Regions from separate parts of the Gossypium arboreum genome. Here regions 1 and 3 are each linked to region 2. Evidence: chromatin contacts called from public Hi-C data. All regions are on one chromosome and are shown on one strand. Each heading gives the region's core, a stretch centred on a gene start, on an enhancer-like site or on the middle of the called end of the contact. The rest is flanking DNA. Distances are from core to core; before and after follow the strand shown.

Evidence for each region. A called contact is a pair of places that touch in the nucleus more often than the background predicts.
Region 1: a Hi-C map of leaf shows a contact between it and region 2, with 2.3 times the contacts expected there. The contact joins the promoter of LOC108469902 here to the promoter of LOC108453728 in region 2.
Region 3: a Hi-C map of leaf shows a contact between it and region 2, with 4 times the contacts expected there. The contact joins the promoter of LOC108468124 here to the promoter of LOC108453728 in region 2. A contact is called at or near these places in 2 of 5 Hi-C or Micro-C datasets (both in leaf).

What each region holds. Positions count from the first base shown.
Region 1 is chr13:20,628,909-20,633,177 of ASM2569848v2, forward strand. It overlaps LOC108469902 (homeobox-leucine zipper protein ATHB-13-like), which reads right to left and starts at 1,979. Exons shown (of 3, transcript XM_017771045.2): 1 at 1,435-1,979; 2 at 974-1,353; 3 at 1-235. The coding sequence starts at 1,567.
Region 2 is chr13:20,340,090-20,344,472 of ASM2569848v2, forward strand. It overlaps LOC108453728 (UDP-galactose/UDP-glucose transporter 3), which reads left to right and starts at 1,388. Exons shown (of 7, transcript XM_017752007.2): 1 at 1,388-1,775; 2 at 2,320-2,417; 3 at 2,535-2,665; 4 at 2,870-2,900; 5 at 3,036-3,139; 6 at 3,321-3,442; 7 at 3,864-4,383. The coding sequence starts at 1,672. The coding sequence ends at 4,269.
Region 3 is chr13:20,649,476-20,654,059 of ASM2569848v2, forward strand. LOC108468124 (sucrose transport protein SUC3-like) reads right to left here and starts at 1,318. Exons shown (of 14, transcript XM_017769299.2): 1 at 675-1,318. The coding sequence starts at 983.

The sequences.
Region 1 (4,269 bases), core at 729-3,228, 290 kb after region 2:
GATTATCAGGCCTTGATGATGAGGTTTGAAACAGTTGTGCGACTGCTGTAGTTGGCCTAATGGATGTTGGGAAAAGGGTTCTGCAGCTTGTCGGATGGCTGTCAATGACTGTTGGTGTCCTTGACATACCCAGCTTCACATCCGAGCTGTTTTCACTTCTGTTACTACATGAACCTTCCGTTTCCTTGTTGAGGTTGATGGATTCCGTTGGTTCTTTGCCTTTCAGTGCCAATATCTGCACCCACAAATTAACTCTTGCAGTTAAAGAAGAAGTATATACGCATGTTGTTGCACAAACTACTAAATAACTCAATAGTTTTGAAGAGGTTTAATCCATAATTTCATACTAAGACAATGAGATCCTTGTTCTAACTTGTAAGAAAAGATCTCTCATTCATTGCATTCCATAAGTTATCACTCATGATTACCCCTATTAATTTGAATTCTAATTATGGTTTTAATCTCTCTATAATGCTAAAATTTGTGATTTAATCATTTTACATTAATTCGGCATAGTTTATTCTATCTTCTTTTATAGTATCATTAGTAGGTCTAAATTGATAATACTGTTAATTGCTATTTGTAACTTGATGAAATGGTTTTTTTAAATAGTTTAAGTATTTAATTAAGATTTAAATTTATTATTGGTTGGACACAAATGATTAAATTTTTGCATGATCTTTTGTGATAGAACTTTAGCAATAACAATTAATGGTGTTATCAATTTGAATCTACAAATATCATTATAAAAATAAATGAGAAATTATACTAAATTAAAGTAGAGAGATTGAATCTGAGGCTAAAAACAGAATTAGACCGTCAATCAATAAAAAAAGTAAAATTATGTGGCAGAAATAAGGTTCTGAAAATAATGGTTCATGGTAAGTCAATAAAGCATGAAGAAATGGATCATAATAATCTTCAAAAAGCTCAATTATTCAACACACACACACACATACATATATATGCTTACCTCAGCATGAAGCTTTTGGTTCTGAGCTTGGAGTGCATCATTATCAGCTTTGATAGCTTCATACTGTTTTTTAAGGAGATCATAGTCTTTCTCAAGTTGCTTGGTTTTCCACCTTGCTCTTCTGTTTTGGAACCAAATAGCAATCTGCCTTGGTTGCAACCCAAGAGCTCTAGCCAGCTGCATTTTTCTCTCAGGTTCAAGCTTGTTCCCCAACTCAAAGTTCTTCTCAAGGGTCTTCACTTGTTCCATGTTCAGCCTTCTCTTCTTCTCTCCTGCCTGTGAACCATCATCTGATAAATCATCCTCCCCATTTCCTTCTTCACATACATGATCTATACCAGAAAATGATATTGATCTCTTCCCCAGAAATGGTGCAACACCTATATATATATATAAAAGAAATCAATTCCATGATAGATTTTACATATGTAAACCCTAAAGATTCAGAATGATATATATACCGTGAAAGTCTTGGGGTGTGCATGAAGGAAGCATTTGATTGATGGAAGTTGGGGGTTGATGATGATGATCTTCTTCATGAGGAGTTTGGAGCATGAAATTGGCCGGAAAAAAAGCCATCCCATTGCAAGACATGTCTTAATAATAATGATCTTAATTCAAACAATATTGAGAAAAATATATATTTTCATGCTTGACTGCCATGGCATGATGTTCTTCAAGGAAACAACAATACGCAGAAAATCCTGAGAGTAGACACAGAGTTTAATGAAAGAAAAAGCAAAAGAGAGGTTTGATAATTCAGTTTATAAAAGAAAAATAAATTAGTTTCTTGAATTGGAAGGTGATGCAGAGATTTTTCTGAAATGGATGGCTTATATATATATATATATCAATTCTGTGTGTGTGTGTGTGTAAGAGAGAGAGTGAGAGAGAGAGATATGCATGTATGTGACTATGCCATTGGGTGAGGGAAATGCTAGCTGATATTATTATTATTTTCTTTTAAAAACTAATTAGCAATAAAAATAATATCATGAAATTTAGTTTAAATAATTGCAACAAAATTTTTATACACGTGCATGCATGTTCATGAAAAAAAAATGAGAAAGGCTACTAACTAAACATTGGTTATATTATGAGTGTTGAAAGCATTTAAAGTAGTGATACCAATCCAAGTCCAATAATTTGAGGTCATTTTCATGTTACTAGACTTTTATTTCCACACTTGGGAGACAATTTGTGGTGTTTTTCTCAATAAAGACAGTTGTCTTTAGATGTAAAATAAATTTTCAGGATAGGGATGCAACCACTTTTTATGAAGCTTTGATTCCATAGGTGAATGTGGGTGCTTCTTTTTAACTGGTTTGAATTGTAATTTTATAAAACTTATAGGTTTAAATAGTAATTTTACAAATCAAGGAAGCCTCCCCTACCTCTAGTGAGTAATATTAGATTCTACTGTTATTATTATATTTTTAATAGTGCTAAGATTCCGGAGTATATCTTCTTTTAAGTAATATTACATTTTCATGATAATGTGAGATTTTTGATAAATTTATCTCAAAAAGGGTAAAAGACACCTACTCCTATAGTTTCAAGAATGCTCGTACCCATCAGGTTTAAAGAAAATTTCATAAACACCCCTTCAAATCTATTTACTAATTAAAAGATAAATTATTCCTTTATTATTATTTATCTATATATTTTCTATTTAATGTATTCATTTCTCTATTTTAATATTAAAAATTGAATGCTATACAATATATTTGACTTTTTCATAAAATTATATTTGAATTCAATTAAAATTAAATATTTTAAATTTATTTTAATTAGTTATGTATAAACCGTGTGAGATAAACTCTGTCATATATTTTATGTAAAAATAATTAATTACTAGAAAGTTTTAATGGGAAAAATTGATTGAAATATAAAAGTGAAATTTAAAAAAAATCATCGAAAATTTAATATTGAAAGTGCAAAAGAAAAAGTTGAAAATGAAAAAAAAACGTAAAAGAGAAAAAAATAATTGTCCAAAATTTTAAAATAAACTTATGGCGAACGAGGCCTTGGCTGAACTAGAAGGCTAAGACCCTCTAAACTTTAAGATATCATATCTTAAACTATATTTATTAAAAAAATATTAATTGAAAATTATTTATATTTAGCATAAGATTATATTAGAATATAATGTAATTTATAATTTAATTTAATAATAATTAAAATATTTTTAACTAATTAAATTTATTTAATTTTTCATTGAATATAAAAGGTGAAATTGTCATTCTATTTATTTCATTTAATAAAAAACTTTAAGAGGATCATGAATTTTTCATCAAACTTTACAGAAGGGTATGTGAGAATTTTTTAAATCATTGCGGGTAAGTGGATCTTTTTTTATCAAACCTGACTTTTTCCTAATAAAAACTCACCAACGACTCTGGATCCTTGATGTTGTTGTTATAAGTTGAGAAAAATAATAATTTCTCTATTTTATTTCTGCATGAAATTTTATATTTATGATAATTTTACCATTATTTTCTTTTATTATTTTGGTTAAAATTTCCATTACACCATAACAAATAACATGTTTTGGTAAAATTGTATTTTTTTCTCCTGTCACTTTGATCAAAGAGAAGCCTTAACTATTTCCTAATTTCAATTTATCTATTTGAAAATGGAGATATTAAATTAATTTAAAAAAAAAAGCATTCATTTATCAGTAAAATAAAATACTATAAGCTTAAACAATGTGTTGTAAAGAATAAAAAATAATAAAAATTCTCGATGACTATTTAGTAAAATGTGTTTAGATAATTTTATATTTCCTCAATCAAATAACAAAAACTTACTTTCAAACTAAATAAATTAAACAATATAATATAACATACCCAATAACGTGTTAAGTAATATTACGTTCTAATAATCATATTACAAAAATAATCATACATTCCTTAAACTAAACACCTTTTAAATGTATGGTTATCAAGTTGTGATGTTTAAATCAGCAAAAAATTTACAAAGGAATGCACATAAGATTCAAATCAAAGAAGGATGTGTATAAATGGATTGTTGTAGGGCTTTAGTCTTCTCCCATTCTTACATATACCAGTTCTCATGTAACGTGTCTTCCGTGTTTATTTTTAAATTTACTAAATAATATAGTTTATAAATTTTTAAAATATATATTTGTTAATTAAATTAAAATTTGTCTAATTTATAATAAAAGTCTGTTAATTTTGAAAAATAGTTTAAAGAAAAAATAACATTTTTAAAAGTAATGAAAATAAAAGAGTAGGAAATAATTGATAGTAAAATATTAAGTAATTAGATAAAAT
Region 2 (4,383 bases), core at 138-2,637:
TTATATTACAATTTTATAATAATACCAAACACTTACAATTAACAAAATACATTTTTCATAACATTTCCCAAACTTTATAAAAGCAATTAGCAATAGAAATGTTAAACTTATCCTATTGTAAGCTTGTAAATTTTAACTTGAAAATAATAAATTACTAAAAAATAAAAACTAATTTAGAAAACGCATTAGAATATTTTAAATTTCTGTCCCTGCACCTAACATATTACTTTTCATGCAATGGATCAAAATGATTGCATAAAAACTAAACCGGGCTTCCAAAAGAATTAGACCAATCCCTGTTGCGGCCCATTTCGGTCCAACCATTTCATTTATTGGCTTCCCTTCAAAGTCAAAGAGAGCTTTTAAATAGTTCTAATTTCGAAATTTCTCCCACTACTTTACAAAAATTGAGAAATTAGTCCACCTATTTCTATTTGTAATAATTTGGTTTCTGTACTTTAGAAAACTAAAAGGTTAGTATTGTTAATCTCAAACTTAAAAATCAACCTTTCAACTATTTATATACGAAAGAAAATAGTGAAATTCAATAGTTGAGTAATTTATATGCAAAAATGACCAAAAATTACTATTTCAATAATTATATTAACTCCATAGTTTTAATAAAGTATGAAGTATGGGAGTAACTTGGCCGAGTCAAAACCGAAATTCAGGACTTGATATTTGGCTCAAGCTCAATTAAACATTAAATTTTAAGTTTGGGCTCAATTTAAGACATTATTGATCTACTTGAGCTCAAGTTCAATTAAGCTCCTTTTATCAATTTTCATATTCAAGCACGATTAAACTCACCTATACTTAAACTCTTTCTATATGATAAGGACAATTACATAATTTCATAATATAAAAATATATTACAATGAAAAGCTTGGTTAGATTTGTAAGTCGTTTGGATTGAGTATCATGATTCTCAAATCTATTTGAATAATAGCTTGAGTTGCTTGGGCTCGACTTGGTTATTATCAAATTGAATTTGAGGTTTTTTTTTTTATTTACTTTTCATATGAGTATAATATTATGATTACTAGTTTTTATTTTTTGATACAATGCCTAGAATTATCTATAGTCCCTCTTCAACCCTAAATAAGAAGATAATGTGCTTCAGCACGCACGAACTCACATTCTCTTGCGTTGCCAATAATGCCGATGCCAACTGAGCTAAGACTAAATTAACTAAAGTTGAGTTATTTTTAGTTGAAATTGAATGGCTTTTGAGTACTAATATCTCATTTGCACAGCTTGTATGAAGACTAAATTGTGAAAAATTAAAATAAATGATTAATTTTGTTAAAATTCATAAATCAAAGGGATGAAATTTAAAATTAGACCTATAGAAAACTTTTTGGAAGTTACGGTGGGGTTGAACATGAAGCTTGACGGAGGGATTGGAGAACCAGCACAAGGCCGCGTTTCAATAACCAATCAAAAGAAAGTCATGAAGTCATCAATCCAATAAAATAAAGACACGTGGGTAACCCACGTAACTTGGCGCTCCCTTCTTATTTTATGTTTTACATTTTTGCTTTTTTTCACAAAAGATCTCTTTTTCCCTCCTTCGTGATCTTCGATCTCCGTTCTTTTTCCCTTTTGGGTTTACCATATAATCTTCGCAATTGAATCAAAGTGAGAAAACAGTTATCGAGCGGCGTCGTAATGGAGGCACACGGCGCCGGACTCCGGCGAGTTTTGGTGTTGGCATTTTGCGTTGCCGGGATTTGGTCTGCCTATATTTACCAAGGCTTTCTTCAGGAAACTCTGTATGTATTATTTTTGTTTTTATTTTATTTTGTTATGTTTGATTTCTTCTGAACCTTTTTCGATTAGTTATTGCTTTGCTTGATCTGTTGTTGGAAATCCTTTTTGAATGCATTTTATTTTTTAATTTGCAACGAATTATTCGTAATCTTAGTTAATTCAGAGGTAGGTTTAGATGCGAAGAATAAAAATTTTGGATCTAGGTTAACATGTTACGGTTCGTTATTGATATGACTGTTATTTCTTTGAATTTGAATAAATTGTCGTGATTCTTCCATTTCTTCTTTTTACTTGGAACTTCTTTTTGTAGATAGCAACTGTTCATTTAAATAGTATCGTGTGTGTGTGTATTAATTTTTACTGATTTTGCGCTGGCATTTTCAAAATTTCACGTTGATAAATTGTTTTGCATTGATAAATTTCAAATTGCTAAAATGGATAGATGGGTGACCCGTCTTGGGAGAAAGATGTAGCTTTTCAACGAGTAAATTGTAGTCGTTTATCGTTTTCTAATTACATTTTCTTTTTATACTTTGTTGAGTTTAGGTCCACCAAGCGATTTGGTTCCGACGGGAAGAGGTTTGAGCATCTTGCATTTCTTAACTTGGCGCAAAATGTGGTCTGCTTAGTTTGGTCTTACATAAGTAAGCTTCTCCATTTGCACTATCATAATGTTTTTATAAATTTGGCTATATATGTACCATTGACTGGTGAGAATTATGGAAAATAATAATATGTTTGTTTTTGTGTCTTTCATCCAGTGATAAAGCTTTGGTCCAGTAGAAGCAATGGTGGTGCTCCCTTGTGGACTTATTGGAGTGCTGGAATCACAAATACAATTGGTCCGGCCATGGGTATAGAAGCATTGAAGTACATCAGCTACCCGGCTCAGGCATGTCTTTGATTCTCCATACTTTTATATGTCTTCTCTTTTTGCCTCATCTGTTTAAGTTCCCTCTGGTTATTGCCCATTAAGGTATTACCTGAATTGACAGATTGTTTAAATTCCTAGTTAGGCTGCTTTTGTAGGTGAACATGTGTAGTTGGAGTCTTTGGTATTAAGTTTAACGCTTAATGTTGCTTGTCTCTCTTGCAGGTGTTGGCCAAGTCCTCAAAAATGATTCCTGGTAAGATATAACTTATTTTTTGCAATTCCTTTTTCTCACGTGTTTTCATTGATCGGTACATTTCTGGTATAATGTAAACTCCTTTTCTCATCTTGTTTCAGTAATTAGCTAATAATGTATTATATGTTTATGCAGTCATGCTGATGGGCACTCTAGTTTATGGTATTCGATACACTTTCCCCGAGTATATCTGTACTTTCCTTGTGGCTGGAGGAGTATCTGCTTTTGCACTTATGAAGGTGGGAAAATGTTAAAAGTTATGACTGTAAAAAACATTGCTACTTTTATTTTGTGATTTATAATTGCTATCTTGCTTATTTTCTAGGCATATTGGAGGAGTAAATATCATTAAGCTTCCCCTATGAAACTCCTGTTCTGAGTCATATATTGCTCTTGTGTCTGCTTTGATCTTTATTCCAGACTAGCTCTAAAACAATTAGTAAGTTGGCACACCCCAATGCACCCCTTGGATATGGGCTCTGTTTTTTGAACCTTGCATTTGATGGCTTTACAAACGCTACGCAGGATTCAATAACTGCAAGGTATGTTTGTGGAAACATTTTCATACTTTTTATCTTTGGTGCCGTGTTCTTCTCTTAAAGCATTTATTATTATGATCATCATCATCATCTTAACATGGACATTGCTTTTTGGACAATAATCCTAGTATTTTGAAAATAATTGTAATAGAGGGATTGAGTTTTGAAGCAACTGGCTGACTTCAATATATACTCTGCTTTGTAAATCTTCAAGAATGAATTTTTGGCAATCAAGATTCATGAGAACTAAACAGATCAGCTTGCTGACACAACAAACCTCGGTTCCTCCATTTCTTGCTGTGGCTCCTAAAAATCCTGCAATTATTGATATCTTGCCAGCCTTTTTTTTATTCTAATTAGAACTGATTTTCTCTTGTTAATTCAAGTTTATATCGCTCAAATCTTTTTGGTTTCCTTTGCCTAGGTATCCAAAGACAAGTGCTTGGGAAATCATGTTGGGAATGAATCTATGGGGCACCATATACAACATGATTTACATGTTTGGCTGGCCGCATGGTAGTGGTTTCGAGGCAGTCCAGTTTTGCAAGCAGCATCCAGAAGCTGCTTGGGATATTCTCCTCTATTGCCTCTGCGGTGCTGTTGGCCAAAATTTCATCTTTCTTACCATAAGTCGATTTGGCTCCTTGGCAAACACAACCATCACCACCACACGCAAATTTGTCAGTATCGTGGTGTCTTCTCTGCTGAGTGGCAATCCACTGTCCCCAAAGCAATGGGGTTGTGTACTAATGGTCTTCTCTGGGTTGTCATACCAAATCTACCTCAAATGGAGGAAGCTGCAGAGGCTGCCGAAAAAGAAAAAGACCTAAAGGATGCCCTCTTTTGACAGTTTTGAACTTTACGAACTCTCATCTTTTCCCTATTGTATTTTTTAACCGTCCCTACGGTATACTATCATTGCAGCCCTAAGGTTCAATGGTATC
Region 3 (4,584 bases), core at 68-2,567, 310 kb after region 2:
AGAGCAGTTGAAAAGGAATCAAGGCTGAGGCTAATAAAAAATAAATAAATACAAAGATAATGTTACCCAGTTTCACAAAATATTTTGAGAATTACTTTATGATTAAAACATGTTCTTCGAACAATGGCCATACTTTTTCTTCTTTTCTCAGAAGAACGACAATAATCAACAAAGCAAAAGCATTCTAGCCTTTTACTCCTTTTTTTTTTTTATTCCTTTTCAAACACTGCGAGGGCCTTCTATGATATGTTAAAAATTACAAGTATTTCTAGAAATTATGAGAAGAAATAGAAAGAAATTATATAAAGAGTTTTTCTCTCACGCCATAATCTTTCTTTTCCAAATTGTAATTGCACCCAAAATTCGTTCTAAAAATCCATGAAAATTAGGCAAATTACCGACTAAACAATAAAGAAAAAGTATTGCAGTGTATACTTTCTAATTGATGATTCAAAAATATCAACAAAAGAGTACTTGGCGCTGATATTCTTTTATTTCTATTTCATAAAATTAACAAAAGCAAAGCACAACATGCCATCTAATAATAACACTGATCTAATTCAAACACATTGCACAGAGTTCAAAATTAACAACATGCATAGTAAATAACCTAATTTTCTCCGTTACTTAAAAATATAAAAAGTATTAAGGGAAAACACACACAAAAAAAGGACCTGAATGTAAGGAGTCAAAAGCGAAAGTTGCAAAGCCCAACCAAATTGAACCCCGGCGGCGATCGTACAACTAAGAGCGAGAGTTATCAAGCTACAATCCTTAGATCTAACGTGGATCGGCGACGATAAGTTAGAGTTTCCGTTGGGAAATCTAGCCGAAGGCGGCGAAGCAGAAGTTGAAGGAGAGCCAGGAGACGAATTTAGATCGATCCGACGATGATATGGATCGTCGATCATTTCAACTTCCGAATCTTTCCTTAAGTTCCTGTAAGGAACCTTGACAGAAACTGAGTCACTCGTTCCTGCCATAGCCTCTTTGACTCAGCCGCTGGTTATCCTCCACGAGTTAACTCAATTAAAACCTTTCACATTAAAACTTTTGAATATACCATGAAAAAAGAAAAAATTGAAAATTGAAAATTGAAAAATGAAAATAAAATTGTTCTCTTTTTGGATATTAAAATTTAGATCTAAATTGCTAGAGCAAGAGAAGAAAAGGAGATTAAAGTTAAAAAGGTCAAATTTGGGCGGGTGTGAAGGAATTTTGCAATATTAGAAAGGACTACGGTCGCTCGTTCCCTCGCGCTTCTGGCTCTTCTTTGGTACGTCACATCTTCCTTAATGCGGTTGCGTTTTGTGATTTCTTGGGTTAATTCGAACGAAGGAATTCAAATTAATTTCGGTAAAAGTAGCATATAGAGCTTTGTATTAGGAGTCAAATTACATTTTGTCCATCTTTACTAAAAAATGGATATATTAATTCTTGTACATTAGATTAAAAAGTAAATTTTTTTAATAATTTCATCCATTTCTACTGTTAAAAATTGGCATGCCTGACAAAATAACTAGTCAATTACATGTGGCATGCCATGTGTAGCTCATTTTGACATACAAGGCCAGTTTTAACAATAGAGATGGGTAAAATTTTTATCAGAACAATTTACTCTTTGATCGAATGTATAAGGACTAATTTGCCTATTTTTTAGTAGTGGGGTAAAATGTAATTTAATTCTTAGTACAAGAATCTCCATAATACTTTTATTAGTTAATTTTTAAAATTCAAAAATATTTTTTTTTTACCTTACAAATTAGAGAGAGGAATTAAATTAACAAGATTTGAATCCTATCCTTGAAACAACCTTAACCATTACTCCTTTATACAGTTGGCTAAAACATTTTAATTGGATCATTAAATTATTAACATTGTATAAGTCAAGTCCTTTCTTTTACTCAAATCGACGTGGAACATATTTAAAATATATGAATCAAATTATAAACATGTTTGTATCTATCACATAACATTTTTTTTATTTAATGTGTTAAAAGGGAAAAAATTAGAAAGTACCAACAATTTTTTAATATTTATATTTTAAACATGTTTATTTAGTAGGTATATAAGTTTTCAATTTGATCCACATGTTTTAAGTATATTCTATGCTAATTTTGATACAACAACTATGTTCAAGCTATTGATTAAACTAACAAGGGGACCTGATTGATACAATATTGATGCTTTAAGAATTTAATTAGAACACTTTAAAATTTAAAGACTAATTTAAATTTTAGATCATGTTTTGAAAACATCTTATGAAATTAACCTATTTTTTATAAGATGGATCTTTTTAAGTGTGGTGTCCACTTTCTAGTTTTTTACTAATAATGATGACAAGCCTTAGAGATCAAATTTCAAAAGTTGACACCAAAGATAAGAAACGACGACGGAATGTGATAAACCGTAATTCATACATATTTCTATCCCATGCTTAGCACATTTTATGGATGATTTTTTCTTAAAATTGGTGAATTCGATGCTCCTAATGCCTTAATTTCATGTTTTATTCTTAGGTGAGCATATGAGAGTGAAAGGAACGAGAAACGGGCCAAAAACAGAGAAAATGGGCCAACGTACGAAATCAACACGGCCTAGACTTCCTCACATGGGCGGACCACATGGCCGTGTCCCTTTGGCAAGGTCAAAGCATGATTGACACGAGTAGATCACACGCTCATGCCCATTTAACAGCCTTGACCACGGCCTTAAGCAATCGCACACGGGCGTGTCCCTGCCGAGCCCAAGTTTAGTCCAATTCGGAAAAGGCCAATTTTAAGGGCTCTTAGGCATTCCAAAGCCTATTTAAACACCTGAGGAGGCACTTAGACAAGGGGAAGGAGGGGAGGAAGAAAGGAATTGCTCAAGGAAAGCCGATCGATCCATCTCAGAAGCCGAATTCACCATCAAGGCTGAAGATCTCCCTTCAAATTCCCTCAGGAGTTTTGGGTTTTCTTATGTTTTGTTATTTTTATTCTTTTGAGATGTGTTCTTTCATTAGTATGAACTAAAACCCCTAAATACGTAAGGGGAATGAAACCTAAGACGGATCTTGTTATTATTATCTGAATTGTATGATAAATATTTGACTTGTTCTTAATTATGTGTTCTTAATTCTTGTTTTGATATTCCAGCATATTGATTCATGTTAAGCTCTTATTCAGAGAAGGAATAGACCTTGTCTAAGATTAAATTTGTCATAATTAAGCGGAGTTGGTTGCGCGCCTAGAGATAGGGTGACAAGATTTTTCCGAATTAGGGTGAAACCTAATAAGGGGATCCATAGATCGAGTTAATGCAACCCTAGGGCGTTAATTAGAAAGAGATTTCAATTATTCAATCTAGGGTTAGACGATGTTAGTCTCGAAAGAGATAATAATCTAACTTAGAGATCTCTACGGAACAAGTTGAATGAATAAATCGTCCGATTCAAACTCAAATAACAAGTGAAGTCTAGGTGGATTTTTCCTTAGGTATTGTCTTAATCAATCGAGTTTTACAAAAAGTATTTTCCCCAAATTTCTTTTCTGTGATTTCTTAGTTTAGTTAATTAGTTAGATAAACAAAACCCTTTTATTTTTTAGGCTAGATAATAAAAAGAAAGTTGATACTAGTACTTTTAGTTCCTTTGGTTCGATAATCCGGTTTTGCTAAAGCTATACTACTATTCGATAGGTACATTTGCCTTCATCGTGATAATAGTTAGTTTTAAGAACGATTCATTATAAATATTTAAAACCTGTCACGAATATCACGTATCAGAATGTTAAATCAGGATCGTTTATTTATTGAGATGGAAAAAGGAAACCACTGACAAATGGAATTCTGAGTCAAGTCTACGGACAAAGCAGGCTATTAAAACAATAGCCAACCATTGACAAACAAATTTCAAGGTGGTTTATGTAAGGGATAATTATTTATTTAGTTTTTTTAATGAATTTTTACTTATTTATTTCATTATTTTTTGTTTAGAGATTGAATCAATTGAACCGGATATACTTGTGTGAAAAATAATGAAAAAATTGAAAAAAAAAGAACATAGAATTTTTACATAGAAAAACTCATTCGAAAAAGATAAAAAAATCACGGTCAAAGATAATTTCATTAAATCGGCAAAAAGTAAATAGTACAAAGATAGAGATAAAAATTAAACCCCAAAAGCCGAAAATAAGAACCTTTAAAGAAAGCTTGTAAAAGTTAATACTTAAATTTTTTATAGGTTAATCTTTCTATGGTAGAAAAGGGCCTAATTATAGGCTGAAATTTATAGCTTATATGACTAGAATATCCCTAGGTTAATCAGAGTTGAAGTGGGAAACTAAAACAAAGTTGAACTAAAAAAAGAAAATCATGAAACTTGAGGAACACGTTGCTATGTCATGACGTAGAGTTTGTTTATCGAGACGAAGAACGATCGTATCATCGGGACGAAAGTCTTCTTCTAGTCGTGATATTGTCTATTTGTCGAGGCGATGAGTCTTGTAACAGCACAATTTTGGGGGCTAGTCAGAATAGTGGTCTCGAGACAACAAATTCGAAGTCAGAGAAATTGTTTTATTATTAAAATAGAGTCATAGCATG